Linked DNA regions of Zea mays: region 2 is linked to region 1. A link is a contact called in public Hi-C data. All regions are on one chromosome and are shown on one strand. The core of a region is the stretch at or near the end of the contact, and the rest is flanking DNA. Distances in the headings are between cores, read along the strand shown. Region 1 holds the start of LOC103648371 (G-type lectin S-receptor-like serine/threonine-protein kinase B120). Region 2 holds the start of LOC103645893 (protein SDA1 homolog).

The links. A called contact is a pair of places that touch in the nucleus more often than the background predicts.
Region 2: a contact with region 1 is called in a Hi-C map of tassel, with 2.5 times the contacts expected there. The contact joins the promoter of LOC103645893 here to the promoter of LOC103648371 in region 1. A contact is called at or near these places in 2 of 25 Hi-C or Micro-C datasets (ear and tassel).

What each region holds. Positions count from the first base shown.
Region 1 is chr2:7,659,111-7,664,674 of Zm-B73-REFERENCE-NAM-5.0, reverse strand. LOC103648371 (G-type lectin S-receptor-like serine/threonine-protein kinase B120) reads right to left here and starts at 2,040. Exons shown (of 7, transcript XM_035965160.1): 1 at 333-2,040; 2 at 34-244. The coding sequence starts at 650.
Region 2 is chr2:7,910,649-7,915,953 of Zm-B73-REFERENCE-NAM-5.0, reverse strand. It overlaps LOC103645893 (protein SDA1 homolog), which reads right to left and starts at 3,265. Exons shown (of 15, transcript XM_008670617.3): 1 at 2,639-3,265; 2 at 1,879-2,055; 3 at 1,645-1,769; 4 at 1,436-1,571; 5 at 1,166-1,315; 6 at 1,014-1,067; 7 at 812-907; 8 at 650-709; 9 at 483-557; 10 at 345-398. The coding sequence starts at 3,049.

The DNA.
Region 1 (5,564 bases), core at 791-3,290:
TTTCGTAATATGTGAAATGAAGTCAGAACGTACCAAAAAGGAAGGCGTCCAAGCTTTTGTTTGGTAAGTATTCATATATCAGTAACTTCTCATCTTTATGAATGCAGCAATCAAGAAGTCTAACTAAGTTTCTGTGCTGCAGTTTAGCAATCAGAACTACTTCATTTCTAAATTCCTCGACCCCCTGTGTAGAGCCTTTACTGAGCCTTTTGACAGCTACTTCCTTGCCACCTTCCAACATTGCCTAGATGAGGAAACCGTTTGTCGATTTATCCAGATAAGTGCTACAATATTTCTTCTACTGAAACTATCAAGCTAAAACTTTTATTTACCTTGTAAACTTTTCCGAATCCACCTTTTCCAAGCATGTTAAAATCAGAGAAGTCGTTTGTCGCAACGATGATGTCTTCTAAGGCAATTGATGGAAATTCCAAATTTTCGTTCTCAAACCTGTTGGAAGCATCCGAGTGTTGCAGTGTGTACTGACTTTTCTTGCTTTTGTGTTTGTCTGGCAGGAACGGACACATTGATATCAGTCTCGTTTTTATGAGTACCTCATTAACACTGCACTCTGAAAAATGAAGTAGTGTCCTACCTTTTGGCTTGAATACAAGCCATGTGCATGTTATTAGAAGAATCAAACCAGCCATAATCGGGAGTACAATCTTCAATGTGGTACTCTTCTTATTCTTACTAACTGCACAAATGTAGTCCACAAAGAGAATAACACTGTCAAAAATCTATCACCACACATTGGATGGTCTTTGCCTAGAATTGAGACCGATTGAGGCAGCATCAATTACAGGCAAGTGTCACTGCAGCATCAATTACGCTGTGCATGATTGAGACCAAGCACCTTGTCGTGTCAATCGTGGTGTCAACATTTTGCAGGTTAGCATAAGCATACGCTGTGCATGAGCAGTTGTCCCTGCACTCTGCAGCGCATTGGTCAAGGCTTCTGTTCTTGATGTATAAGAACTTGTCAGGAGTCTTCATGCTGGGCAAGGTGAAGAAACTATCTCCGTCACCACATTTCAGCTCATCCTTTCTCCGACATCCTTTGGAAGAATCAAGACCATTGGGCTCAAAACCATCAAGGCACTTGCATGCAGGAACAGGTACTGTGTCATCGCAGTAGCCAAATGGGCCACAAGAGGCATACCTGTCACATGATGGATAGGGGAATTGGCTAAAGATTTTCCACGAAGACGTGTTGTTGTTCCATCTTCGGAAAGTGGACATGCCTGTGTAATCCAAAGTTAAGCGTATGCTAGGTGAGCCATCAGGCACAGTCAATTGCATGTAATACCCGTCTCCTGTATCGACAACTGTCTGGTACATCATGAAGCTTGTGTTGTTTTGGAATATGCCGTGCACCAGTTCACCACCCCATGCGGCTCTTCTCCAGTATGGCTGTGTCCCATTCCAAACGATAATCTGGAGACCTGAGCTAGGGTCGCCACCCATGGAGAAATCACTACTGGATGGGTCATCAGGTCCCTTCCAGGCAACAAGGAGCGTAGCGCTGGAAGCTACGTTCAGTGAAAAATTTACATTGGGGACAATTGTGTCAGTCGGGTAACTGAAGCTCTCCCATATGTCGGTGCCATTTGGCAACCGGATAACCAAGTTCCCCGAGTCGAGCAGGATGGAAGCAGTTTCACCGCCTCCTCCTGCGGTATAGTTGTTTGTCGTCGTCCAGATGGTGCGGCCTGTGGAGTCTAACAAGACAAGGTCAGAACTGTTGGTAAAAACTAGCTTCCCAGGCACATTGGTGGTAATTGGGTTGTCGCGGTTGGCAATCCACACGTATGTGCGCTCGGGAATGTTGTTGTACCATATGCCGACATAAGACCTTGAAGAGTTCTTCAGGGAGAAGAAGCCAAGAGCAAAGACACCACCGCCTGAGATGAGCACCTCGTTGGGCAAGAGTGGCTTTGCAGGTGTTAGCCTGTCATCGGATTGGCATAAGACAACCATGAACAGGAAGACGAAAACGGGGAGGTAAGCCATGGCCATGAAGCCTTCCTTGGCAAGTTGGTGTATATATGGTTGTGGAGAAGACAAACAAAGGAGATAGCACAATGGTAGAACCGTTAGACAGTTCAACCCCAAGGATAAGTAGTAGAAAATGGCGCAGATGCTGAGATTTTTCTATCCCTCCAACTCAGATGCTGCTCTTGTCAGTTGTCAAATTTATTAGATGGGAAAGGAGGAATAATCTGGACCACTGATGAAGCTGTCGTATGTAGAAACATAGGCTAATAGCATGACCATCAAATTTGGAGATTCGATGCACCAAACAAATCCAAGATGTGTGTGTGTGGACAAGTAGCTGATGCTGACACTCGCTGCCCCATAGGTCAAACCTGTCATTCTAGCACAGGCTGCCATCAGTGGATTATTCAGCACACCAAGAAAAGCATTGGCTTATGGATTATTCAGCATTACGACAGATCGTGCTACTAGTCTAGTACTAGTACCACATCAATCTACAAAGATACTTCCGGCTAGCTGGAAATGCACGGGAATCAAATGAATAGGAAACTCTGGACTTGCACGGCACCACAAGAATTTCTGATCAAATTGGGCATCAGAGAAATCAATTAGTCAATCGTGAACAACACACATCTCAATGTTTTGGTAGAGGACGAGCAGAGCTTTGAAAACACATCAAAGATAAAGCTCCAAACCTGCAAACGAACCGGTGATTTTAGCAGCTACTTCACAGTATTACAACTAGTTTCATACTGCAATTATTTATTATTCTTAGAATGGAAAATATATTTTCTGAATGGAGAAAGAGAGGTAAGCAGATGCAAAGACTGAAGAGTTTGAGTCGGGACTCGGGAGACGGGCGTGCCCGGCCTTCATAGGCGTATTTTTTCTCCCCGCCAAAACTAGCCCGAACCAGGTTAGACATTCCCCGGGCTTCCAAATGCAGGCGTAGCCACACCGGTGTTTCCACACCGAGGAGCTGGGCAACCCGTGTTTTGGCCAGAAACCTCGCCGGATTTAAGGCTCCCAAACGAACCCTAAGGCCATGTTCGTTTGATCCCAAAATCATAGGGATTGAAGGGGATTGGAAGGGATTGGAGAGGATTTTGACTTATAGGGGATTTAATCCCCCTCAATCCCTATGAATTGACACAAAACAAACAGAGCCTAAGGCGGGCCTCCTTTGGTAGACAGGGCCCAGGGATCCCTGCCAACCAGATTCCTAGAAGTTCCCTACCGACGGGGCTGCCCTACCCTGCTGCCTTTTGGCAGCCAATGATGAGCCCCCGTACAGGCATGCCTTTTAGCAGATGCGGTAATAATTGTGAATAGCAAAATCAAACACTTGTTTATAGCAAGTATTTGGCATGTCCAAAATCTCTACTAATCCTTAAGGCAATAGTGTAGACTAGGCACAACCATACCCCCGCCTCCATCTCGACCGTCCGATTGCCTCGCTCTCGCTCTCGCTCTCGCAGCCGCACCCGCCGCCACGGGCACCCGGCCATGCGCGCAGCCATGCCCCCCAACAACCACCCGCGTCCCGCCCCAACCCCCGCCGCCATGCGCGCAGCCTGGTGGGACCTGGTGGGGCTCGGGCTCGGCGACATGGTGGGCGCCAGCATGTTCGTGACCACAGGCCGCGCCGCCCGCCTCTACGCGGGGCCTGGCCTCGTCGTGTCCTACGCCATTGCCGGCCTCTACGCAATGCTCTCCGCCTTCTGCGTACGACTCCATGGACATGGGCGACGACGAGCTGGTGGTCCTCGACAGCCGCGGCGTGCTCCCTTGCTTCCTCATCATCTACAAGGTCTAGCCGCCGCCGAGTCGACTCGGGACCTGGCTGGAGCACTGATCGACCGCCGTGACCGCTAACCGCCATCGTTACAGTCCACGCTAATCGCTAGGACTCTCTAGCATTGTTTTGGGACCCTGCTTTTTAGCAGTGTCAGCCTGTCAGGTGTGGATGAGCCACAGGAAATGGAGCCCGATGGAGGGCTGATTTCTCTGTTGTGTGTCTGCAGGCCGTTGTCGATGAGTTGCGCAGGATGCTGGATCCCGGGAAGCCATCCTGTTGGGGACTTGTTCTCAAATGCTTCAACTTGAAGGAGATGAAAGTACAAGCGTGACGCAAAAGTGAATGCCCAATCAGCCCCCCCAGTACGGGGGTACTGTTCACCTATTTATAGGCACAGGTCACAGCCTATGCAAAATTACATTCATGCCCTTTACATTTGATAATAATTCTATTGTAATCTATCGAGGTCTGAATAGCCTTTTCATCTTTAAGTCGGTTTCATTTTGTTGCTATCATGCCGAAGCTTTCCTGCTCACACCTTCGGCGCTGTATCAACCTTCGTATTATTCTGGTCTGCTGTGATACCGATTTGAGTCCGAAGATACCTGTTCACACATTAAACTCCAGAAATACTGTTAAATCCTGTTTTTGAGGACCTTCGTAAGCCGAAGGCCCCCAACAGTAGCCCCTCGCAATATTAATTTGTTTAAAACAATAAATTTAAATTGCGATATGGACGAAGGCTTTACGCCGAAGGTCCGAAAAAACACCTTCCCTTTGCTAGAATAGCAACATTCACTGACAAGCGGGGTCTTTCAATTTTCAGCGCACTGGGCGTATAAATACGGTCATACCGCAAACTCATTTGGCACGCTCTCTTGTCATCTGCTCTCGCTCACTCGATTTTTAGCTTTTGTGCACTAAGAATTTGTGAGCTTTTAGTTTTGAAGCTTCGGCTTTGAAAACAGTTTTTTAGTGTTTCCGAAGATGTCTGGAGATAAGAAGGCTGCTGCTGAGACGAAGCTGAGTCTTGACGAAGAGAAAAACTTGGGGTTTCTTATAGCGATGTCGAAGACCAACACGGAAAAAATCACCAAGGAGATTCTAGAAGGTTTGTCTGAGGATACTGGTGATAGTGATAGTTATGATGTGGACAGCGGTGGTGAAGACTCCGAAGATCGTCCCTGGCGACCAAGCCACTCAGTTTATGGTAAATCAACTATCAAAGAGAATCATCTTGTCAACATGAGAGGGAGGTATTTCCGGGATTTGTCCATTGTGAGGGCCGACGAAGGGGAGAAGACTTGTCCACACCCTGAAGAGAATGAAGTCGTAGTGTACCGGAGCTTTTTGAAAGCTGGGCTGCGATTTCCCTTGAGCAACTTCGTCGTGGAGGTGTTGAAAATCTTCGAAGTCTATCTTCACCAACTTACCCTCGAGGCAATTATAAGGCTGAATACCTTCGTGTGGGCCGTGAGAAGCCAAGGTCTGAAGCCTGATGCAAAAAGCTTCTACAATATACACGAATTATCCTACGAAACAAAACCTTGGGGTAAGGAACAGTATCATAATAATTTTGGCTGCTACAGTTTCGTTTCTCGCTCCGGGTCAAGCTGTCCCGTGCCAACCTTTCGGAAGAGATGGCCCGGCAACTGGATGACATAATGGTTTTATGTGAAGAATGACCTGTCAGAACGAGAAGATATCAAAGGTATAATTATGCGCCCTATTTGGCAAAGCTTCGGCCTTCGGAGGCCGAAGGTTGAAA
Region 2 (5,305 bases), core at 2,016-4,515, 250 kb before region 1:
TGTTTTGCATCAGCAAGAGCACCAATAAAAAAATCCACCACAATGACGATAATGGCAGACAACCACAAACTAAAACCGTTCACAACTTTATTCCAATTCAGCTATTTACATGTTTAATTCTGTTAGGACTTAGGAGCACAACATTGCAACCTTTTCAGTCTATCAGTAATTAATACAGAAAAGAATAATTAGTGAAAACATGGTCATTATCCCCTCTGCTTATGTCATATATGAAACACAGCTAACAAAAGCAATAGATTTCAGTTCCAGTGCCTAAGGGTATCTGTCTAGTACCATTGCAGACAAGAGTATTGTTTAAGCCATCCAAACATTAAGGTACCTACCAAAGGTATTCTCATGCAGATCTCTCTCACAACATTTAAGCCAACAGCAATAGCCTAAAAGAAGTAAAGTCAGATATATGTTCATGCAGTCTTGTTAGCTGGAACAACACATAGTATGCTGAAAGGGGGCATGCAAACCTCTGGACGAGAACGGTCATGCACAAACTGATTTACTATCTGCTTGAACAGTGGTTCAACAGCATCTGGAGGTACCTAACATTTACACATACATTTTGCATTCAGAAAAAAAGTAATGTAAGTGGAACCAATAGTTGCAAAGCAATGAACTTTTGAAGACGCGCAACCATATCATGGCAAGCCTGAACTGCTGCAGCGAGTAGAGTCGTCACATCTCGTTGATGAGGCTGCACATGGATGTACCAAAAATTATACATGAGTTAGTATTACCAAACTAGTTGGTGTTTCAAAGGACGACACAAACAAAAATACCATCTTAAATAACATACTTGAACGTATCTTTGAAGATACGGGTAGAAGTTCAACAAAACCAAGTGATGCAGCCCAATGGTCCTCGCGATTACTTTTAGCATCATCATCCTTACCTGCAGTGAAAAAGATTTTCTCGAAGCTTAAATGCTTGATTCTTGCCAAAGAGAAGGTCAAAGAAGGCATTAGCAACGTTATGCGTGTACAAAAAATGAGTATGACCTCAAATCGCTCATTGCATTTCTGCAACCGAGAGAAAAGCTTCTCCGCAAAACCCTGCCATCCAAAAACAAAAATAAACATTTTAGCATAATAGAGTTCCATAGATAAGAAATGGATATGCCATTCCATAGTTATTAGAGGCACCATCTCACCTGGGCATCTTTTAAATATGTCAGGGGTGAATAGAAACTGGAACCAGTTTCCTCGACAGATTTCCGCTGTTGTCTTTTCATGCTACGAATGACCCGCTGTAATTTAGCTTTCTTCTTTTTTTTACTAGCAGACGTACCCTTGTGATTTGCCTGAGAATTCATATACCAAGAAAATGCAAACGATGCATCAGAGGGAATAAAGCAAAGCAAACCAAGTATATCTAAAAATGACAAATGGGCAATTAAGGCACAATTAAACAGTTAAAGCACCTTATAAACGTCCTGTTTACTGAGAAGAATTTGTGGGTTTTGATCTGCTTCATCTTCACTGCTTGATGCGTCGCTATCATCCTCTTGTGGAGCATTTTCATATCCAAGAAGAAATGAAATAGCAGCTATCATAATCCTGCGTGTAATGACAATCATTTTAGGCTGGGAGCTGTGAATAGATTTTTTTTAAAATGTTCTGCAGCATGTACCTAGAGGAAGGGTGGAAACAAGCATCACATATTGCATTTGTTGTGCGTTCATCAAACCAGACCCTCCGACGGTGAAGATCACAAAGGATAGTAAATGCTCTCTTTGCTCGTGACTCTTCTTCAGCCTGACAAACAGGTGTACAAAATGAGCTAGGGGAAAACAAATTTGTATTTGTTTTTCAATATGCTAAAACCTGGTACCACTGATTAATGCATTCACAATATGTTGCAGACCTGTAAGAATTTAAAAAGGACGTTTTGCAGTTTACGATTTGTCGATTCATTCTTGTGCTTCTGGTTCATCCTCCTGATACTGTGTACAATATGCGAAAATGCTAGCTTTTTTACAGCTCGATCTCCAATAACTTGAAGCTCCATGAATAACTCCATTGTGTCCTCAAGATCGACAATCTGATTTTTATTTTTAAAACGAAAGAGGGGTTAGCAAAACAAGTGGTTGGATTTCAATGGTTCACAGGATGTGTAAGTTCAATCAGTTATTGTGCAAAGAAAAGGTGAATTATTGGCACCTAGTTAATAACCCATACCCAAAAATACTAGTTTCAGATATATATATTCCCAATGCTTACTTGAAAGAGGGTACTCATTGTAATACAGATCTAGCAAAAGTTATCTAGCACTATATCCAAGTGTAGTGATATGTAGTGAAGCTCACATATTTGATAAAAAAATCAATGATTTATTGATGTTGAAATACTAGAATAGGAACATGAGCGTGTAGTTTTGAAAAATTCTAAAAAAATCATACTCAGTGTAAAACCGATTTCCTTAATCTGTTGGCATCCTTCCACTAAGCCAACCGCAATCATATCTATTCTAAACTCCACACAAAAAATTAACCATTTTGCATTTGCAATACTAAGCTGCAATTAAAAGACAAAATGGCTACCCGTTGTCAAAACAAACATAACTCACATGTCCCCGAGATTTTGATTGAAAAACTATCAGCGGCAGTAAGACCAAAATTATTTACCTTCCGATTCACCAGCAATACAAGCGCCTGCACGAGGTGAGACCTGAGCCCCGGCGGCAGCCCACGCGCGTTGGTGTCGAGCAAGCCACCAATCTGGTCGGGCAAATCGGCGAGGTCATCCGGGTAGAAAGGCGCGACGTGGGCAAGGAACAGGGCGAGGTCCCCGAGCTCCTTGGCCACCTCCCCGCCGCCTCCCGAGGACGAGGTTGTAGCCAGCGCCGCCTGCTGCTGGAATAGGAACACCGAGGACTCGAAGTGGCGGTGGAGCTGGCGGAGCTCCTCCTCGTAGCCCTCCGGGTCACGCTTCATCTTCGCCTGAAGCACGGGGAGGTTATGCGGCTGGCCAGCCCCGCCTGACGAAGAGGCGGAGGCTGCCTCCGGCGTAAACGCCGGCGCGTGCTTGCGCGGCATCGGCGCGGGCAGGGGAAGCCCTTGGTATGCAGCGCCGCCGGTGTGTGCTAAAAGCCTAAAACCCTAGGCGCGGTAGCGGAGGGATTCAGGGGCGAAGCGACGTTGGCAATACCGCAATGGCATGCGGGGTGCGGCCGCACCGCACCTCGGGAGAGTCACGAATCATTTTTTTTCCCTTCTTTTTTTGCATCTCTAGGCCCTAAGTCACGCACGCACAAGCCGAGATCACCAGCCCAGCCCAGCCCAGCCCACCGCCCTCCAAACCAGGCCTTGCTGCTGGCCGGCGCCACAGCACAACAAACTGTACGCGAAAGATAGCAGAAAGATGTTTTTCGGGCACGAGGATTGCAAAGGCACAATTGTCTAGTGGAATTGATGATGAGCTGAGTAATGACGTGGTTTTTCGACCGTAGTCTACCAAAAATTTAGACAGATTTTTTACACTATTATATATTGTAGACTACAATATTCGTATAGTGAAATTTGAATATAGATATGAAGATATATAAGGTGCTGGAGATAGTCTTACTATTCTAGCCAGAATAAATTAATCGATAGTCACCGTTTTTCACGGACATGGAAGGGAAACAACGCAAATATAAACACTACTAGTCTAATACCCGCGCTGTTTTACTAGCACAAAACTCGTGCGTTGCGACGGTACACAAATTATTCATTAAAATATTAGTTTACAACAAAAACGAAAACATACACTAAATACCTCATATTATTTTCGCAAATAACCAATACATTGCAAAATAGCCCGGGACTGAGAGTCGCACAAGCCACGTGCGGTCTGCATTCACTGTCGGCGCACCTAGCTCCTGTGGGCTCTACAGTGGTGGGAAGCCCTCATCAAGCTGCTCACGGATGGAAATAGCTATTGCAGGATGTACATCAAATAAGATGACTTTGTCAGCATAGAACTTTGTAGAAATAATGCATAAATTTAAAATAAAAAAGAACTACAATGCAAGAAAAATTTATATAACAACAAATTCAAGACTAAACCAATCAAAATTTTGTAGCCAGAAAAAATCACAGATTATAAAGGGCAATAACAACAATAGCATATTGCATGGCTTGCAAGTACGATGAAGTTAAATGGAAATCCATAACATCAGAATTCCTCCATAGTTTATCTCACTCCTTTCCACCAGAGGTCAAATGACAACAGATAAAACCAAATGGTTGTGTGGTGCAAACTTATGGACCCTATAAAAAATGGAAGCATACTCAATAGTCTATATTGTTGTAACAACGAATAAACATCCACGCCCAAGGCAATCAATCTAAGAATATCAAAATTTGTCATCCCTTGAACTATATAACTCAATTTTAACTTCAATTAGGAGTAATGAGTTCTCGGCTAAAATGGATCAGCTTGCAGCGGTAGTCTCCAAATTCAAGGATTCACATGATTTAAATCTAGGTTGCAATAAATTACATTAGAATAAAGATATACCAATTCAAGAGTGGTATGGGTAAAGCACCGGTGGCGCAAAGACACCACTAAATAAAATGAAACCAGTCATTCAGGTACGATACAAGCAGTAGAAACTTCAAGTGATTCACAAAATTATCTTCACAAATTGATAGAGCGGTATTCCATGGCTGTGGAACCAGGGGCAGACCCAGCTAAGATCTGCATGAGAAAAAACTACTAGCTTTATTCACCTCTCTCTAGTCCTTTTATTCACCTCTTTCTAGTAACATGTTGGGTCCTTTAGAACTGCTGAAGATACATTTGGTTACACCTATAAACTGAACCCAAATGGGTGTAACACTAAGGCCAAATTTACATATGCTCAGTTTTAACTTCAATTAGGAGTAATGAGTTTTCAGTTAAAATGGATCAGCTTACAGCAGTAATATCCAAATTTAATGATTCACACAATTTAGGTTGAAATAAATAAAACAACTTAACCAACAACTATTGAGCTTCTTAAATACATAGAACAAGAAACAATATTACTCACACAAAAGGAGGAAAACCCAAAATCCTACCAATTAAAGAGTATCGATTCAAGCACACAAAATCCAAATTTTCTAAGAACAGAGCTATGTGGTACCTAAGTGTCCATAACTTGGGTAGAACAATTCACTACTTTCACTGAATAGAATCAACGGTGAGCAGGGAGATCTGGGTGTCGATGATGGACGGTTGCGCGCCGCGCCAGCGCGAGAGCTATGTGGTAGACGAGATCGATTTACTTCTTGTTATGACAACAACATTTTCATTTTCATTTTCGGAGT